Regions from separate parts of the Sus scrofa genome. Here region 2 is linked to region 1. A link is a contact called in public Hi-C data. All regions are on one chromosome and are shown on one strand. The core of a region is the stretch at or near the end of the contact, and the rest is flanking DNA. Distances in the headings are between cores, read along the strand shown.

Region 1 (7,391 bases), core at 2,864-5,363:
GAGTAGCATGAACAGATGCATGGAAACCAGTGGTCTGTTATTACCGAAACTGGGGATGATGGGAGATGAGTTTGGAGAGATGGAGAGGCAGGTTAAGTAGTGGAAGCCTTCTGCATGGGAAGGAGTGAAGGTTTTAAGCCGTTTTTTGGGGGGTGTATGGTAGCCTTTGCTTAATACCTGATTTGACTTTTGCTTCAGTATGAAGCCTGGATTTAAAGAAGAGAAGCCATGTGAGGCAATAACATGACACTTGAGGGAAGAGGTGGTTGGGGCCTTCCCTAGGTAATAGAAGGAGGAAAGCCAGAGAGTCAAGGACTGGAGCAGAATGTCCCAGAATAGGCTGAAACCCACATGGCAACCTTCTGAGAGAAGGAGAGTCCAAGGGTAGTTGGATGGCCTTTGAGAGATATGTCTGATTGTTGAGATATGAAAAGTATTTCTTCCTCACCTGTGTGACCCCTGCTCAGTTTTTTTGTGTCTTTTTCGGTAGAAAGGATCAACTGTCTTACTGATATTCCTAATAGAGGCCTTCATGTTTTTAAAGTTCTCTAAGCTTGGAATTCTGTTGTGGCTCAGTGGTTAACGAACCTGACTGGTATGCATGAGGACGCAGGTTCAATCCCTGGCCTCGCTCAGTGGGTTAAGGATCTGGTGGTGATGTGAGCTGTGGTGTACATTGCAGACATGGCTTGGATCCCGAGTTGCTGTACCTATGGCATATGCCAGCAGCTACAGCTCTGATTTGACCCCTAGCCTGGGAATCTCCATATGCCATGGGTGAGGCCCTAAAAATACAAAAGACAAAAAAAAGTAAAAAATTAAAAGTAAAGTTGTATGTTAAAGAGGGAGCAGCTGGTTTCCCCAAAGGGTGATGTCACAGCAATGAGAAGGAAAAAAGGATTCAGATTTTGAAAGAAATGGAGGCTCAGGTTTCCTAGGCTCAGCGCCTCTATATGGCAGAAGGCAGAAGAACGGCCTTAGCAGTCAAATAATATTTGATATGCTTAGTACCCACAAATTCAGGAGTACTTGTGAAGTTCAGGGCAGTGCTAAAATCTGGAGAGCAGATAAAGGTACTTGGAATTGAGGAGGCCAAGAACCCAAAAGACTAGTAGCATGTTGGATGGGCCACACACAAAGCTATTGAAATATCCTATAATAAAGGAGAGATTCGGTCCACCTCTAAAATTTGTGCTGCTTTGGCAAGAGTGCAAATGGTGGCACCTCCCTTTTCTTCCCAACCCTGACCCCAAGAGGGGGTTGGGTGGAGTTTGCACTCATAACCCATGTGACCTGAGCTTGCACATCCAAACTCCATGCACACCCCTCCAACCACAGCAGCCCTGTCCACTCTAGAAGGAAGAGGTCTTGAAAGCTGGTTCAACACCATTTAGGCAGAGATTCTCAGGGTCTTAGGTACCCAGAACATGGTCTTGAAAGAGGGAGCATGGATTCCCTATGGAACTATTCCCTTGGCTCCTTGGATTCCTTGCCTCTTGGGAAGGGAGATGGCTATAGGAGGACCATAGCAGTGTTCTTTAAAAGAAAGGACCCAGGGTGGGTTGGGCCTAAGGGCAGGAATGGCAGGGATTGGGATGGAGAAAAAGGCTGTGAGCCAGGGCCTTGGTCTTCCGTGAGTGTGTGTGAATGTGTGTGTGTGTATTTCTGGGAGGTGGGTAGCAGTGATGACATATAGCGGGTGATGAAGAATTATCCTTCATCCAACTCTTTTGCCTTAGAATCAAATGAAATACAAAGATACTATTTCAACCAATTGATTTTTCTGGTTTTCCCTAGTAACCTTTAGTTCCTGCAGAGTTCAAAGCCAAGCAAGCAGAGTGGGAGGGGCTGGGAGATGACAAACCGAGAAGTGGTAGCTGGCAATAAAAAAAAGAGACGAAAGAGTCCCCAAATAGAAAAACACATTAGTTGGGGGTCATTTAGTGCCAGGGAAAATGGCCCTACATGCTTCAAAATTTCCTTGGGACACAAGCCCATTACAGCCTGGAAAAATGATGAATGTGCTTTTAGAAGTTTCCATTTTGAGGAAGAAGCATTTGCTTTCAGTCGTCTTAAAAAAATGTATTAATTCTTTCCTGTTCTGTAACAATTCAGGATAAGTTGGGTATTGCCACAGTTCCAGTTTAATCTGAAACTTTCTGTTGCCTCTCCTCTGGCTCAGAATGACCTGAAAAAATTTTGCCATTGCTCCTCTTCCTCCTCTTCTTCCCCCTGAAGAATTCCATGCAGAATTGCATCCATTGCAGGGCCCATTTCCTGGTCAGGCAGCATAAAGTCAGTGCAACTCATCTAAGCCTGAAAATGAAATGACGATTCTGCTGTTATGCCCTAATTCACAGCCACATCATTAAATTGTTCATCACAGCCTCAGATGGGACTTTTAATTCTCTTACAACAGCTGGCAAATGGCAGGAACAGATGCGCCCACTCAACGGGAGCGGTTTTAGTAGGAGCAGAGAGAAGAATGATGATAAAGGACAATTGCAAAGAAGGTCCAGTTGTCCTCCTTCTCCCCAGCTCTCAGCCCTGGCACATCTGGGCTTCCACTGTGGGGCTCAGTGCAGCTCTCCAGGACCAATGGCTCTGAGAGAGACTTGGGTCTGGAAGAGCCCTCGTGTGACCTTTAAGATCTTGTCTTATCTCAAGCTGTATTCCCACCCCTTCTCTGATTTCAAGTCCTCTCCTTTGAAGGTCAGGAATGAAGATGGCAGCCCTAACTCGTGGCAGCTCAATGCTTAGCCTCTTTTCCCTGAACAAAAAGATGTGGGTGGACTAGCCTGACACCCAAATCACTGTTTATAGCATAGTTTCCAAGGACAGGGGTTCCAAGTGCCAAACAACTGACTTGGAAACGCACTTGAGTAAGATGGGGGCTATCTCTTTTTTTTTCCTTTTTTTTTTCTTTATTGAAGTATGGTTGATTTACAGTGTTTGTTAGTTCCAGGTATGTAGAAAAGTGATTAGGTTATACATATCTATGTATCTTTTTTTTTCAGATTCTCTTCCATTATAGGTTATTACAAAAATTAAGGGTAGTTGTCTGAGCTATATAGTAGGGCTTTGTTGATTATTTTTTAAATGTAGTAACATTGTATATGTTAGTAAGTTGGGGCTATCTTGTTTGTACATATGTATGTATTTTTTGCCAGCTTGTCCTCAACACTCATCTGCAGAGTTAGCAGCTCAGGCTCAGGAGCCAGTCCTGTTCTGAATGGGTAGATGAGATATGATGATGATAGTGATGATTGTGGGAGAAGAGCTAACATGTTTTCAATCCTAATCTGTACTGCTGGTGCTTGAAAGCCATCATGCATTTAGTGTCTGTGAGGATTCTGTGAGGTAGGAATTACTGCTCCCTTTTAGAGATAAGGAGACTGGGCGAGGATTATTTAACTTCCCTGAGGTCACAAAGATGAGATGTTGAAGAGTCAGGATTTCAACCTAGACTATGCTCTTAACCAGCCTCAGGTGGCATCTCCTTCCAGGCACCTGGGCACTTCCACTGTATTTTGTGGGCTCAACTTCACTCGGTTTTCCTAGGATCCAGCTTTGATTTTGTCCCTTAATTCTAAAATCTAGGCTCTGTCTTGTTCCCTATGACCAGTGTCCTTGTTTTAGTCCCCATTTCTGGTCACTGCATCCTTATTCAGTTCCTATGCATCAAGTGCCTGTCATATCCAGGACCTCAGTTTCTCTAGGACAAAGTATTTGCCTTGATCTTTTCAGTGCTTCCCATGAGTCCCAGCTTACCAGGTAGGTCCTCCAGTACCTTCTAGGTTTATAGATACAATTATACCTAGTTTTTGTTGCTCCTAGTAGATCATCCTGTTATGGAACTACACTGTTTCTCTCTGACTTCCATACTCTTCTCTATTCTAGACCCAACTATAAGCTTTTGACCATCTCTGATCACTGCTTGTACCTCATCAAATGTTCCCATCTGTAGCTTAGATTTAAACCATTCCAGACAACACTGAAGCATTTATAAGAGGACCACAAGCCAAAACTAGATTTTCCTAAAGGGGTGTCAGGGAGCCTGGACCACACACCCTGCTTCTGCAATAAGCAGTGTTATTCCCCACTGTTCCCTTGGAAGTCTGCCATTTGGAAGATCTGCCCTTCTGCTCAGTTGGCAATTAATGATTTTTGCCCAGTCTTGGTACCCTTCTCCCCACTATCCCTGACCCCAGGGGATTGTATGAAAGCTTTCTCAAGTGTACTTTCCATTATTCATTAAATATATGGTAATTCTCCCCTGGACTTACGTGTAAGAAAGGCATTCAGAGCAAGAGAAGATTATAATTCCCAGGGGTCCTGTCAGCTTCCCTTGGAGTAAGGAGCCACAGGCCTAGGGTTAGGCCCTAACCCTAACCCTAACCCTTGGGAGTAAGGAGCCACAGGTCTCCCAGCTGCCTGGGAGGTATGATAACCTCTGAGGAAACTTCTGGTGAGGCAGCAGGGTAGAGACTAATGAAAGTGGAGACATTCATGTAGAAGGACCTGCACGGCTGGGTGTCAGGGAAAGTTTTAGAGAAGACTGAGGGAGTTAGAGGCTATGGAATAGCTCTGGAATGAGAGTGCTGGAGATGAGTGAAAATCTTATGGTACATTGTGTTGCCTAGGATTAGAAATTGGATCCCCATCTTTGAGAGATACAATAAAGACTGGTGTGCTTTTAAAAGTGTTTTTAGTTTCTGAAGTGCATTTTCTTTGAATGTGATTTTGAAAAGAAACTGGGCCATGTGGGACCCTAGAACCATAAAAACCCCATTTGGCCATTGTTCCAGGCCACTGAAGAAAACACAATTGTTTTTCAAATCATCTGACAGGTCCTTAGGAAGGCATGGTCTCCATCTGGAGATAAAAAGGGCCCTAATTCCACCATATTTTCCAATGCACATTCCCCTTCATTTGGGAATCCATCCCATTTCCTTTCTTGGCTCCCTGTAGCTCTGGTTCAGATGAAACATGGACAGTTACCTATAGGAAACTCTGAGAATCCCCACAAAGTTAGGCTGCCAGGAAAGCCCAAGAGCCTAGAAGGAGAAAGACGAGGCAACATGCTTGACATAGCTTAGGTATCCTCACTACCCAGAGCTTTTTATCCCCTTGGCAAATGGTCTGGTTTTATTTTCAGAAATGGGAGAGACAAACTCAATTGGTAAAGGCAACATGGCCAGAGCAGGAGATCATGAGTGGAAGGTTTGGAACTCAGCAATTTCTTACCCTGTGCTGCTAATCCCATCACTCATATTAGTGAAAAATAAGGCAGTAAAATACAGAGTAGTTGAACTCCTGAATTACATCTCCAAGATCAGGAGCCATATCATAAAAGATCTATCCACTATTTTGAGATCCTTAGAAGCACAGAATTTTAGAACTGAAAGCCTGAGGTATCAGTGAGAATGTGGAAATAGGCCATTTTAATTTAAAATGGAACAAAATAATGTAAGTGACTGAGCCTGAAGTAAGAGATCTATATATACTCGATCTAGCAATACATACTCAAATTACTACAGGTCCTTTTGACTCTCACAATGGGAACATGATCTAATTTGTATTGACTAGAAGTAAATAAAGCAGCTCTCTAAATACCAGTACCATTCCTTTACTACACTGAATGCACTGGACAACCTTCTACTGCTTTTCTCCATTTCATCTTAGTAGGAATCCTGTCTCTTACTCCCCTTTCCGGGGTTTGGTCTGCCTAGGGCTTTGCCAAAGGGGAAGAAACTCAAAATACTGTACATCAGATACAGAAATCTTTGGAAAATGGTGGTGTCAGCTGCAAAGTTTTCCAGTCTGTCTAAATCCCTTCATAAATAAAACTAGATAGCAAAATTGACAACATTTAACTAGATAGCAAAAATGGACATTTAAACAAAACTAGGTGACAAGCCAAAATATAAGCAGAAAACAAAACAAAACAAAACAAAAAAATAGTTGCAGCCACAAAAACTGCATGGTATCAAAGATCAACGCAAAAGGAAGAGGAAAAAAAAGTAATTTGGCAGGGCTTGATGAACCCTAGAACAAAGGGCCAACAGTACACACTGGTAAGCAGGGTGAGCCAATTTGAGAAGGGCAGCTGAAACTGGGAGGGTACTTCTTCCTCCAATACCACGTGAATTGAAAAGTCCCCGTGGTAAGAATGATTGAAGAGGCTAGATTCATCTAACCTTCTGAATTCTCAAAACTAACCCAGGGAATCTCTTCTAGGACAGGACCATGTAGTTAGAAGAAACTTACAGGAATGGAATCTAAATTGATCAGGACATAGGTAATAAGAAAGGATGAAAGAAAAAATCCAACATGGGGGAAAAAAAACAGAGCTTCTAAGTGTCGTAAAAGTAGCTTGTGTATTTATTAACTCTACACACCAACAGAAGATGGCTTGATGCATGGTTAGAAAAGCTTTCCTGAACCTCATTTCCTGCTTCATTCTATGTGCCTAGGAAAACTAATGTCACATAAAAATGAGCAAAATATGCAAAGCCCATATAAAGTTATTATTTAAAAATAGAAGTCAATGAGAATAACATCCCTACAAATAATGAAAACACACCAGAAAGACATGTCCACAAAACATATCAAAATTATAACTTATTACTGCAAAATGAACCAAAAAGATACTAAGAAGATAATTTAAGCCTTGAAAGAACAACAACAGTCAGAAACAGAAAAACTCAGAAATGAGCTGACAGAACTCAGGAAAGGTGTAAAAAAAAAAAAGAAACATTTCAGAAATTAAGTGTAAAGTATAAAGCTGGAGAGCAAAAACCTTGATAGATGGTGCCTTAAGGAAGTGGGGGAGGGGAGGAAAGACTTTAAAATTAAAAAGAAGTGAATAATGAGATAAAGAATTTGAGAAAAAAAAGGGCAAATACTGAAGATAGGCAAAGAAAACCTAATAGACAGATAACAGATACTCCTGAAGATGAAAATTAAAACAAGGGAACAGGAAAAATAATAGCATGCGTAATTCAAGAAAATATTCCTAAAAAAAAGTTTAAAAAGCGCATCGTTCTTCTGTGTCAGATCAAGGTGGAATAACAGGGACTAGATTTACTCTCCAACATAAAAAGGCAAAAAAACTGTACAAAATGTATGAAACAATGGTTTCAAGATACTGTACATTAGGCAGCAAAAAACACTGATCCCTGAGACGTGGGAAACAATCAAAGTGAGCCCTGTTGATTGCTCCTTGCTGCCTGTAAGAATTTCCAGGTTTTGGTGTTGGGATGGGAAACCCAGGAGGAGTCTGTCAGATTCCTCAAGTTGAGGAGACAAATTTATGAGTCTCAGGAGACCAGGAAGCACCAGAATTAGCAGAACAGAATACTGAGACGAGAGCTGCACAGAAAAAAACA
Region 2 (7,391 bases), core at 1,414-3,913, 150 kb before region 1:
GCCTGTACACACGTGCAGAGCCTCTGCAAGCCCAGCTATCCAGGGCCAGCTTGGGAGCTGAAAGGCCCCGGACAGGCGTCTTAGCCAACCTCCTCCCTCATTCTGCAGGGGAGGGGGCGTCACACTGTCACCCAGTCAGAGCCGCTCAGTAACAGCCGGGACCAGAGCCCAGGTCTCCTGATCAGGCCAGGCACTTCTCAGGACCAACTTTTAAAGTAAAACTTTTTTGCAGAAAGAGTCTAATATCCACAAGGGAATGAGCAGGTTGCACTCAAGTGCTGCAGCTCTGCTTTCTTCCTCTCTTGTTTTTTGCTTTGTTTTGCTCTTCTTAGCCACCTGCTGGCATATGAGTTCCTGGGCAAGTTATCAGATCTGAGCCGCTGTTGTGACTTGGAGGATCCTTAAGCCCACTGTGCAGGGCTGGGGATTGAACCTGCGTCTCAGTGCTCCAGAGGTGCAACCGATCTCATTGTAGCACGGTGGAAACTCCTCTTCCTCTCTTGTGACAGCCCCAACTTTCTTCAGCAGCTCTGCCCTCCGCATCTCTTCCTTTGAGGAGCTGCCTGGAATGCTGGCGAGAACAAGAAGGCTTGGGTTTGAAGTTCCCGTCGTGGCTCAGTGGTTAACAAACCTGACTAAGGTCCATGAGGATGCGGGTTTGATCCCTGGCCTCGCTCAGTGGGTTAAGGATCCAGCATTGCTGTGAGCTATGGCATAGGTCGCAGAGGTGGCAGAAGCAGCTTGGATCCCATGTTGCTGTGGTGTAGGCTGACAGCTATAGCTCCGATTAGACCCCTAGCCTGGGAACCTCCGTATGCCATGGGTGCGGCCCTGCGTTGCTGTGGCCTATGCCAGAGCCACAGCAACGCAGGATCCGAGCTGCGTCTGCAACCTACACCACAGCTCACAGCAACGCTGGATCCTTAACCCACTGAGTGAGGCCAGGGGTTGAACCTGCATCCTTATGGATCTTAGTCAGATACGTTTCTGCTGAGCCATGAAGGGAACTTCCCACTGCACCTTCTTGAAGCGAAACTCAAGTGAAGTCACAGCAGCACAAGTGCCTTTGTGTTTGTGATTACAGCTCACAAACCTTAGCTTATGTAACATGGCATATGTCACAGCAATTCTGAGTTACATCATCCTCATGTTATAGAGAGAGAAACTGAGGCTCAGTGAGGTGAGACAGTACCCAGGGTCACACAGCTAATTGGAATCAAACCCATATCTGTCTGCATCCTTAACTGGGTAGTCCCAGCGACCTCCCGTTAATAGCCCCTTAACCAATAGGGGCTTAAGTCATCAAGAGCCAAAATAACCAAGGGTCCAAACATTGCCTGCCCATTCTCAGAGACTTCACAGTGGGTAGGGGCTGGGGCTGAGGATGGCTTGCTCAGGATCCCTGTTTCCCTCAAAATTGTGGGCATGAGAGGGGGATCCTAATCACGAGAGAGGGTGCTCTCGCAGGGCGAGATGGTGCAGTTACCCAGTATGGCCGCGAGGTGGCGCCGTGTACCGACACAGGCACGCCCCCAGGTTCCTGGGAGATGAGCCTCAGTTCAGCCTGGGGAAAGCTGGGAATGGAGAGATTTCTGAAATTCAGAAAGCAACCCCTGGAGGGGCAGTTTTGTTGTTCAGTGCTGCAGCCCAGGAACCGATGAGGTTTTTGATTCCACAGGCATTTGAAGAGTTCCGGCCACAGACCAGGCCCTAGGCCTGGGGGACCCAGAGGCATATGTGACGGGGTATGTCCCTCAACCCTGGGAGCTCATGGTCAACCTGGGGAGGCAGACGCAGATACCCTTACGCCCTTCAAAATGAGTACAAAGAAAGCAGGACAGTTTTTTTCATGGTCTTAAAAAAATTAAAGAGCTCCCTGGCGGCTCAGTGGGTTAAGGAACAGACGTTATCACTGCTGTGGCACAGGTTCCATCCCTGGTCCCAGAACTTCCACCTGCTGTGGGTGAGGCCAAAAAAAGAATAGGAAAACTTGTATTCTCTTTACCAGGAGCAAATGAGAACATGCTTTCCCAACCTCACCAGCCATTCCTGCCTGCTCACTGGGAGTGAACTAACCCCTTAGGAAGTGGAGTCTGAGGTTTTTAGGGCTTAGGTGAATATTCTCAAGACCAGTAAAGGGGAGTTCCCGTTGTGGCTCAGTGCTTAACGAATCCAGCTAGGAACCATGAGGTTGCGGGTTCAATCCCTGGCCTCCCTCAGTGGGTTAAGGATCCGGCATTGCCGTGAGCTGTGGTGTAGGTCGCAGATGCGGCTCAGATCCTGTGTTGCTGTGGCTGTGGTGTAAGCCGGTGGCTACAGCTCTGATTAGACCCCTAGCCTGGGAACCTCCATGTGCCATGGGAGCGGCCCAAGAAATGGCAAAAAGACAAAAAAAAAAAAAAAAAAAAAGACAAAAAAAAAAGACCAGTAAAGGGCCTTCCTCACTAATCAGGTCCTACCACTTATGACCAATCCATCTCACTTGGGGCAGGCCTCTGCCTCCTATACTAACCTGGTAAGCTCTAATTCTTCCTGCAGTCCCTACCCATCTACCCTTTCTGTGTCACTTTTCCAGAATCTTCCAGAATTAACCACTGCCTTCTGTGTATTGTGTACCCTCTGGTAACTGGACATTTGCCACGTTATGTAGTAATTGGTCTGTTTACAGATCTGTCCTGCTCACCTAGCACAGTGCCAGGCAAATGAAAATGTGCTTTTGAGGCACTTGCTGAATGTAACTTGCTGAGTTACTTGAGAGAGAATGCGTGCACTGTGACACCTAATTCAGTCCTAACAACACCCTGTGCGCTTGATATTATCTGCATTATTTTACTTTATTGCTCTTTCAGGCCACACCCATGGCATATGGAGGGTCCCAGCCTAGGGGTTGAATTGGAGCTGTAGCCAATGGCCTACACCACAGCCAAAGCAATGTGGGATCCGAGCCAAGTCTGTGACCTACACCACAGCTCACAGCAACACCACCCGATCCTTAACCCACTGAGTGAGGCCAGGGATCGAACCTTCATCCTCGTGGGTACTCATCAGATTCATTTCCACTGCGCCACGATGGGAACTCCTATCTGCATTATTTTAGAGACGAGGTAATACTAGTTAATGCAACAGGTCAATCCTGAAATCTCAATGCCCAGAAGTTCTTCTTTTTTTTTTTTTGGTCTTTTTGTCATTTCTTGGGCCGCTCCCGTGGCATATGGAGGTTCCCAGGCTAGGGGTCAAATCAGAGCTGTAGCCACTGGCCTACACCACAGCCACAGCAACATGGGATCTGAGCCACGTCTGCGACCTACACCACAGCTCACGGCAATGCCGGATCCTTAACCCACTGAGCGAGGCCAGGGATCGAACCCGCAACCTCATGGTTCCTAGTTGGATTCATTAACCACTGAGCCATGACAGGAACTCCTCAATGCCCAGAAGTTCTATCTCACATCATAGCTATACCCTTCTTCCTCCTCAAAGCTGCTTCTAGAAAACTTATTTCCAAGGCTGTCTGCTTCAGCTGCTGTAACAAAATACCACAGGCTGGCTTTAACAGCAAACATGTATTACTCACAATTCTGGAGGATGGGAATTCCAAGCTCAAGGTGCCAGGAGGTTTGGTTCCTGGTGAGGACGCTCTTCTTGGCTTTCCGACGGCCTCCTGTCTGGTCATCTCTCGTGGGAGGGGAGAGAGAGATGCTCTAGTCTCCTCTCCTTTTCTGAAAAGGACCCAAATCCTATCACGGAGACCCGACTCTCATAACCTCATCTCAGCCTAATCACCTCCCAAAGGCCCACCTCCAAATACCATCACCTGGGGGGTAGGGCTTCAACCTAGAAATTTGGGGAGAACACAAACATTCAGTTAATAACAGCCGCCTTGGTCCAGAAGTCAGTCCTATTCACGATTCATGGTTCAAAAGCAGCATGTGGCCCCAGCATAAAGGCAAGGGGAGCTGAGAAACCTGGGGAGCACGTGTGTTCAGTGAACACTCCCAAACTGCCACAGACCCCCAGGCACGTGTGCTCACATACCAATCTACACAAATGCACACATATACACGTACATATGCACATTCAGAAGTGTGCACACCTAAGAATCGTGCTCAGACCCAAGTACTGAGTATGAAACCACACCTTTATAGACACAGAGAACCTGCAGAACATCAGGTGTCCCCAAAGAAAGGGCTTGTGTAAAAGAATCTGCATGTTCAGAAATTAAAAGAGCTGCATTTTTTTTTTTTTTTTTTTTTTTTTTTGCTTTTTAGGGCGGCACCCATGGTGTATGGAAGTTCCCAGGCTAGGGGTTGAACCTGAGCTTCAGCTGCCGGCCTATGCCACAGCCACAGCCACAGCCACATCAGATCTGAGCTGCATCTGCAAACTATACCACAGCTCACGGCAACACTGGATCCTCCACCCATTGAGCGAGGCCAGGGATTGAACCAGAAACCTCATGGTTCCTAGTTGGATTCGTTTCTGCTGCACCACAACGGGAACTTCTCATGCATTCATTTTTTTTTTTTTTTTTTTTTTTGGGAATACACCCAAGGCAAGTGAAATTTCCGGGGCCAGGGATTGAACCCACACCACAGCAGAGACCTGAGCTGCTGCAATGATAATGGTGGGTATTTATTTCGCTGTGTCACCAGGGAACTCTAGGGGCTTCTTGCCTGCTTGCTTTCTTTGCTTTCTTTCTTCCTTCCTTCTTCCTTCTTGAGTTCTAAATCTTTCTTTTTAAAGTTGAGCACCATTGTCTTTTTTTTTTTTTTTTTACTTTTTTAACATTAAAATATAGTTGATTTACAGTGTTGTGCCAATTTCTGCTGTACGGCATAGTGACCCAGTGCTGCATTTCCAAAGAAACTGTTTTTCTCCTACCATTATGAGCAATGTGTTATTCTTAGGACAAGAAAATAAAAAAAAAAAAAAATGAGGTTTGGGGAGAAATTTTAAAGAGCAGCAGGCGAAAGCAAGGCCAACACATAGAGATGATAATGTTCTCTCTGTTTCTGAAGATAAAAGAGCTCTGGAGACAAGCCGTCCCTGGGCGGTTTACAGAGTGAGCTGCAAAATGCAGTCTCTGCAGGATTTAGCTTGAGCCCCAGAGACAATGGCTTGATTGCGTATAAGCCTTTCCAGATATTTAGAAACAAGAGAGGGAGGAAGATGGGGTGACAGCCCCTACTGGGCCAAGGCTTTGCGCTGCGCCCACCTTGTGGATGTTGATGGCTGAGTGGAGGTTAAAAGTGACTTCAGGGAGGTTACCGAGGACATAACGGAAATGGGAGGTGACACATCTTTGAGAGAATTAAGATATTGGGGCCAATTATAACAATACACATGCCTTAAAGGGGAAAAAAGAAAAAAGCCAAGGTTTTAAACCCTCAGTACTGATGGATCTTTCCTTCCTGCTCCTGGGGGAGGCCTGGGGTGTGTGTCTGGGACTCAGGCCTTCACTCCGCCTTTTCTGGCCCTGCTCAGGCGCTAATGAGATTCCCTGAGAGCTGCGGGTTTCTCTCCCACAGTGCGATCCAGTTTGATAAACATTGCCTCGGGCACTCAGAGCACATCCTTCTCTGGGTTTCTGCCTGCAGGGAGCTTGCGGTTTGGTAAGAAAGAGAACACACAGGCTCTATTAACTGAAAGACAAAGGTGGGGGCAGACTGTGTGGAGGGGTGTGTGTGTGTGTGTGTGTGTGTGTGTGAGGGGGCACAAGGAGCGATTTGAGGAGCCTTCACACCAGGCCTTGGAACACTGTGCCTCTTAGCTCCCTGGCAGGGAGGAGCCAGGCTCAGGCACACGGAACTGGCTCAGCCTGCAGGGTGCTGCTGACCTCTGATGCTGAAACTGACAGTACTACCAGCCTGAACCCGGCCAGAACCCAGGCTGGGACTTGAACCCACATGCTGGGACTTGAACCCAGCCAGAACCCAGATTGGGACTTAAACCCAACTGGAACCCAGATTAGGACTTGAACCCAGCCAGGACCCAGGTTGGGACTGGAACCCAGCCAGAACCCAGGTTGGGACTGGAACCTACATGCCGGGACTTGAACCCAGCCTAAGGCCAGATTAGTACTTAAACCCACGGTTTTAAATTCGAACCACCCTGTGTCTGGACTCACTGAGGTTCAGGTTCTTCATGTCTCCAAGAAGAAGAAGGAGGAATTCAGAGAGAGACAAAGTGATAGGCAAGAAGCAGATCTATTAGGATAGGACTCTTGTGAGAGATGCAAGCAGGCAGACAAGAAATCTCTCTGCCCGCGGATCCGGGTGGGCCACACTTTTATCATCCAAGGGGGGTGGGGACTGGAAAGGCCCGCCTCTTCCTTTCAGGGAGTAGTAGCTCCTCCTTCGTAGTATCCGGTATGGTGTGTATTCCAATCAGCTGAAGGGCGGTCTTCAAACTCCTGCCCTTGGTCTGAATCTGAATGCAGGTCTCATCCCAGCCCCCACCCAAGGACCTGAGGCAATTGTCGCACCTGCACCAGTTAAGCAAGCCTGCCTTGTGCTGATGGTTTTCTTGAACTTACAGAGGTCTCCCGGCATCCCCCAGGTTTCCCTCTTTATCCATGATCCCCTATTGGGACTCCTACAACCACCTGTGCCTTCTCCATCCCTATTGATGGGAAGGAGGCAGGAGCTATACCATGGTCAAGGCCACTCTGCAGGCCAGACACCTGACTCCCCTTGGCCACCAGAAGCCCCTGCATCAACATCTGCTGAGGAAGCTTCATCTTGCAGCTGGGCCATGGCTGATGGGAGTGGGGGAGGGTGGAAGGCGACACAGCAGTTTGGAGACACTCAGGGATGGAGGCTAGTCCCATGGGGTCTGCCCTCAGCTCCCAGGCAACAGTGTCCGGGCAGCTCCCTGGGGGAGATGGAGACCTCGGTTGTCGTCATCAGGGGCCATTCACTGAGTATCTACCTGCCCTGAGCTGGACTCACACCAGGTCCTTTCCCCATGGAGACTGGAGCAGGGAGCCCAAAGGACAGTCATGCTCATCCTGCTTATCTTCTTTCTTTCTTTCTTTCTTTCTTTTTTTTTTTTTTTTAGGGCTGCATCTGCAGCAAATGGAAGTTTCCGAGCTAGGAGTCAAATCTGAGCCATAGCCTCCTGTCTACACCACAGTCACAGCAACGCCACATCCTCAACCCTCAACCTGAGAGGGGCCAGGGATCAAACCTGTGTCCTTGTGGACATCATGATGGGTTCTTAACTGGCTGAGCCACAAGAGGAACTTCTCTCTTGTTTTCTTTTATCTTGGTTTCCTTATCCGTGAAGTGAAAAGAGTAATGGCCAACACTGAGAGGGCCCAGACCATATGTCAGGGGGGTATTTTCTGAGCTGGGCTGTGAGCCACAAACCTGTCCTGCCTTGTGCCCCCT

The links. Hi-C and Micro-C count contacts between places; a contact is called where the count stands out from the background.
Region 2: a contact with region 1 is called in a Hi-C map of liver, with 4 times the contacts expected there. The contact joins two enhancer-like sites. A contact is called at or near these places in 4 of 47 Hi-C or Micro-C datasets (embryonic fibroblasts, liver and skeletal muscle).

Annotation. Positions count from the first base shown.
Region 1 is chr4:38,441,708-38,449,098 of Sscrofa11.1, reverse strand. All of the region lies in intron 1 of LOC102163076 (a long non-coding RNA gene), which reads left to right. Among named protein-coding and RNA genes, the nearest start is that of NIPAL2, 46 kb to the left of the region's middle. Within about 2 kb of position 4,113, at least 1 of the 83 cell types and tissues checked has an H3K27ac peak or open chromatin away from gene starts, as enhancers often do. A contact at or near this core is called in liver, where this site is marked.
Region 2 is chr4:38,589,698-38,597,088 of Sscrofa11.1, reverse strand. No RefSeq gene overlaps it. Among named protein-coding and RNA genes, the nearest start is that of POP1, 63 kb to the left of the region's middle. Within about 2 kb of position 2,663, at least 7 of the 83 cell types and tissues checked have an H3K27ac peak or open chromatin away from gene starts, as enhancers often do. A contact at or near this core is called in liver, where this site is marked.